Linked DNA regions of Gossypium hirsutum: region 1 is linked to region 2. A link is a contact called in public Hi-C data. All regions are on one chromosome and are shown on one strand. Each heading gives the region's core, a stretch centred on a gene start, on an enhancer-like site or on the middle of the called end of the contact. The rest is flanking DNA. Distances are from core to core; before and after follow the strand shown. Region 1 has its middle 7.6 kb from the start of LOC107945543. Region 2 holds the start of LOC107945538 (scarecrow-like protein 6).

The links. Hi-C and Micro-C count contacts between places; a contact is called where the count stands out from the background.
Region 1: a Hi-C map of leaf shows a contact between it and region 2, with 2.3 times the contacts expected there. The contact joins the enhancer-like site here to the promoter of LOC107945538 in region 2. A contact is called at or near these places in 5 of 34 Hi-C or Micro-C datasets (all in leaf).

Annotation. Positions count from the first base shown.
Region 1 is chrD12:37,854,272-37,856,971 of Gossypium_hirsutum_v2.1, forward strand. No RefSeq gene overlaps it. Among protein-coding and RNA genes, the nearest start is that of LOC107945543, 7.6 kb to the right of the region's middle. Within about 2 kb of position 1,435, at least 5 of the 9 cell types and tissues checked have an H3K27ac peak or open chromatin away from gene starts, as enhancers often do. A contact at or near this core is called in leaf, where this site is marked.
Region 2 is chrD12:37,619,389-37,622,088 of Gossypium_hirsutum_v2.1, forward strand. LOC107945538 (scarecrow-like protein 6) reads left to right here and starts at 1,450. Exons shown (of 1, transcript XM_016879590.2): 1 at 1,450-2,700. The coding sequence starts at 1,784.

The DNA of each region.
Region 1 (2,700 bases), core at 185-2,684, 230 kb after region 2:
GTTTGTATGCAGGTACGGGCGTACGGGACAGTGGAGGTTCACGTGGATTTGGCGCGGAGGCGCTACACGTGCGCGGGCGCAACACGCGCAAGGAGGAAGCCTGGCTTTGTTGCGGCGGCTGGGGCTGTTTCAGAAACTGCTAGGGTTTCTGCTTATGCTCTGGGCTTAGAATCGGGTTTAGGTTTGGGTTAGGGTCTAGGCAAATTGGGCTTGGTGAAATTTTTTGTAATTTGGACTGTCATTTTATTTGTTTTTTATTTGTGCACGGGCCGAGCAAATATTGGGCCTTACACCTGAAATTAACAAAATTACATTTTTCAAAAACATTTCTAAACCCCAAAACAACAATGTTGATCAATTGACACTTCGTACTTGAGTTTAGCATTTTTTTTCTAATATAATGTTTTTTTTGTATTTTGCAAAAGCTATACATTCTGGTATCTAAAAGTAACAGTGTTAACTTTCTAATATTTAATTCGAGTTTTAAGGTTACTTTGATGAAAGTTAATCTCTAATTAAACAAAACCTTCAAACTATATTTAACAAATTAAGCAAATTCGCAATTGACACTAAATTCATTTTATTAACAAAACCATCAAAATCCAAACCTGATAATATCAGCAATTAATCAAATAAACCTCGAAGTTCAAATTAAACACCAAAAAATTAATTTCATTACTTTTAAATACCAAGATATGCAACTTTTGTTAAATACAAATATCACATTAGTATATTGGAATTTTGGGGGTTTTGCACAACAAAATATAGCATCACATTAACCTTAGTCCAAATGGGGGCATCACATGTTCACAATAAATGGGGTATCAATGCCAAGTTGAAGTGCAAAGTTGAATATTTATCTAACCCAAAGAGATAAACATGTAGCATAATCCCATAAAAAATTAATGCCCGACAACAAAATTAATAATTATCTATTAAATTTGAATAGTATGTGTTAAAAAGTTTTAAATTGATAACATCATTATTGATCTTTTGCTAATTTAAGCACGGGTCATTCTAATATTCAAATGTTTGATAACAAATGTTTGAATTTAACATAAATTTTTTTAAATCAGATAATTCCAAAAAGGTGTATGTATTGTAATTACCAAAGAGCTGAGGTCAGTGCTTGTGTAACACCAAAAAATTGACATTTATCAATAGGCTTCGTTGAATGTGATCTTCCGATGACGAGATTCCTTTTGGATGATTTAAGGAACAAAAGCCAATATGCTAAAATCCAAATTCAATAAAGCCATTTTGATGATGACCAACTCTACAAAAAAAGAAAAGTCATTTATGCTAAAACAAAAATGGTCCAATGGCATCTGCTGAGAATTATAACAAAGCTTTCAATTGGCTCCTGGTATTGGATCCAACTCTTTAACTTTACAAGCCCAAGTTTGCAATTTGACCTATTGGGGAATGTGATTGGCAGGACTTGAACTTTGACATTTGGGCGCCGACTAAGAACTTTAACCACTTGCTCCATCGGGTGGTCTTGAATTATTGCATCAAACAAATGCAACCCCACCCCCATTAACTTGGCTGAAATGCTTTGGTTTTTTGCCTTGCCAATTTTCCATCAATTAGCCTAAGGAAGATCCATGAAGTTGGGACCAAGTTGGAATTAGAAACCAAATACGGGCATAAGATTAAGAAAGTAACAACTTATATTCCCCAAATAGGAGAAAATTATTAGTGGATACTTGATGTTCTTTGGCTTTCAAAGTTCAAGGTGCTAAAATTTCATTGAATAGCATTTGATTCCCATGCCATCTATGTCCCCTTTTTCTTTTTTCCCTTCACTGTGTTCTACTTTTCAATGGATTTATATGGCAAAGGCCTAAGGGAATCAGAGTCACTCAGAAAAGGATATATAATCTTTCTATTTTAAGGCCTACCGACCCTTCAATTTCAATAATAAAGCCCATATGGTTTCTCAATTTTAGTCTGGCCCAAGTCTAAACAACATTTATCAAACTAAAAGGGTTTAATTGCATCAGACATTCTAAATTAGTCTCCAAACTTCAAAACGTTCCAATTGAACTTTTAAAGTATCAATATTATATCAATCAGGTCTTTTCCTTAATCATCAGCTTGGGTATTAAACGTTAGCTCAAGCCTAACATGGAGCATATTTAAAATATATTTGATCAAAATTTTAACATGTTTGTACCTATAGAGGATTCTTTTGTTAAAGTGAGGAGAGTTCACAAAGATACGGTGGAGAGAAAGATTTGAGCAGAATCAAAAAACAAGTGTGGTTGTGGTGATGGAAGCAATAGGTAACTAAGAAAAGTAAAAGCTACTGTAGTTGTTGTGATTGTTTAGAGAAAATTATAGAGAATTTAGAGTATGCTTAAGTTTGCCAAAATATCAAAAAATCCCAAATGAAATGTTCAAGCCTCTATTTTTAAGCCCTAGAAGGAAGTTATTAACGGATGGTTATAGAAAAAAGTGGGACATGCTAAAGTACTAGATAATGGGATTGAAAGAAATCAGTGAATGTATTTCTAAGAAAGAGGGCAATTACAAATACCAGGCGAAAGTTACACTCACGTATCATTTTTGGTAAACAAAGTGTTACTTGTATGATCAAATACAAGTGTACTCTCTATTTACCCAAGAGGAAAAGCACTTGTATTTCATGAAAAGGTTAAGAAGTATACTTCTTAACAATGTCCGCATTTTGAACCT
Region 2 (2,700 bases), core at 200-2,699:
ATTGAACTAGTAAGCTTATTCTTGCCAGCAAATTAACAAAAATTAAAGATAACCCTTATGAACCAAATCAGGTATGGAATCAAAATTAATAAAGAATTTTCTAAGGAAAAAAATTGAACACAGAACCTCAAGCACACAACTAAAACACTTAACCATTAAATCAAATTAATTTACTTACCATGATTCCTACAACGTTAATTCAAAAACAATACGTGACCACTCTTGGTTCACTAATCCAAATTCTACTAACCTAATTTTTATTATGTGACATACCATCTCAAGGAAATGCTTGAAATGCAAACGTAATAATATTACATTACCAAACAAATATAAAAGTTTAAAATGTCATAGGTCATTGTATTTGTCACAAATTTGAAATGTTATCCCAATACTTTTATTTTTAAGAATTTAGTTATTTTACTTTTTTTATTTAAATATTCAGGCTCAACTATTAATATTTTTAAAATTATTTTATTAAATTGAAGTTCATTATAATGTCAGTTTTTTAATTACATGACTATCGAGTTAGTATTTTTTTTTCAAAATATCACATCAACAAATTTAACAATATTAATAAGTAGACTTAAATTTTCAAATATAAAAAATAAGAAACTAAATTTCTAAAATAAAAATACAAAATTTAAATTTAAGTTTATTACATATTTTAACCAAAATAAAATTTCGCAATCCAGTAGGATGATTTTGTTTTCATAGTACTCATGGTTTTAATTCTCCAACATTTTGGAAGAGAGAGAGAGAGGGAATAGAAGAAAGTGACAATTAGTTGAGCTACATATAGAACACAATGATTGCAGCCTTTTTAACAGGCAGGCCATGACCCCATTATTTGGCATACTAAAATTAATAGATTAAAAATATAATATAAATATCAATTAAGTTTTAATTTAATTAATATCATTAATGTTATTCGTGTGAAAGGTTGTAGAGAGGTTATAGACCATCGTAAATATTGTATTATTATATATATGTAGAAAGACAAATGGACCTAAAGCCAAAAAAACCCTTGTGAGCATCCAAGGCAAACAGAAAAAAGTAAAGGGCAATAAGAGGTATTCACATTGTTGGTTTTCAAAGGTGGGGTTTACCAATATGGGAATTATGTTCCATACCTCTAGTCATCTAACGTTTGATTCTGATGGCAATTGTCTTATAAGCTTATCCAACAATACTTGAACTTCATTTGAAGTGCTCAAGACTCTGCTTGCCCTATGCCATCACCGTTGATTAAAAATGTCTAATTTGGAATTTTATAAATAAAAATCAGATTTTTACTCTCTCTTAGTAAATAATAGAAAAACAAATAAAATTGGAGTCTGTAAAAGAAAACTTTAAAAGATGCTTGGCCACCATTTCTTCTCCTAACACTTTATTATTTTGCCTACATTGTTTTCTATTTATCATCTTCCTTTGTTCATTTTTCTTTCTACAAATTTCTTTTTTAAGTCAGCTTAAAAACAACGCGTTCATTGCGTCCCACACAAATTTCTTTGTATATTTCTGATTTTTTCCCCTTTTTATACCAAAAACTAAAAAGTAAGCACTCAATTGCTTTGTCAAAAGCCATTTATGGTAGGACCTCCATTAAAGAACACGACACCTTAATTTGCCCCCCTCCCCCTTTCCTTTTATTTCTCTCTCTCTCTCTCTCTCTCTCTCTCTCTCTTCATATTCAAGTCTTCCCCTTTCTTCTACCTCTAGAATTTTGGGTGCTTCAAATTTTGGAGTGTACTTTTGTTTTTTTTCTTTTGGAGTTTGTTCTTAGATGAATGCCATGCCCCTATCCTTTGAGGAATTTCAAGGGAAGGGGGCTTTAGATTTTGCTTCTTCAACTTCATCTTATTCCAATTCATCACTGTTATTACAACACCAGCAACAGAAAAAGTGGCAAAACAACAAGGAAAGTTGTTGCTATGTGGGATTTGATCCCACATCTACAAGAAGCCCGAGTCCACCAACGTCTTCATCAACACTGTCTTCCTCATTCGACGGAGGCAGCGGTGGTGCCTCCACGGACAGTAGTGGCGTGGCGGAAACAGCAACTGTCTCCAAAGGTAAAAGTCAGTCTTTTGATACAGGGACGGGAAAATGTGGTTTAAGTATGGAGGATTGGGAGAATGACCAATCCATTTTGAGACTAATTATGGGTGATGTTGATGACCCTTCTTTGGGGTTAAACAAGATTCTTCAACCACCAAGTGGCAGCTGCGGTGGTGGTGGGTCGTCGAAAAATATGGAGTTTAATGCTGGTTTTGGTATGGTCGATCATAGTTTCGGGTTCGACTCCATTACTAGTAGTGTTAGCTTGATGAACAATGATATGGTTTCGTGTTTGAATCCTGTATTTGACCAAAACCAGGCCGAGTTCACCCAGAACCCGGTTATGTTATTCCCTTCGTATGCTGCTGAAATGCAGGAACATAATCTTTTGTCACCACCACCGCCGAATAGATTCAATTCCGGTACAAGTGGACCGAATTATAAAGTGCCGAAAGTTCAGTTTTCGAGTTCGGGACCGGAGCATTATCTCCGGCGTCAACAATTGCTTCAACAAAGGCCAACCACGCCGAAGATAGTGACTGATGAAATGGCGAACCAACAGCTTCAGCAGGCAATAATAGACCAATTAATTCAGGCCGCAGAGCTGATCGAAACCGGTGATCCGGTACTCGCGCAAGGGAT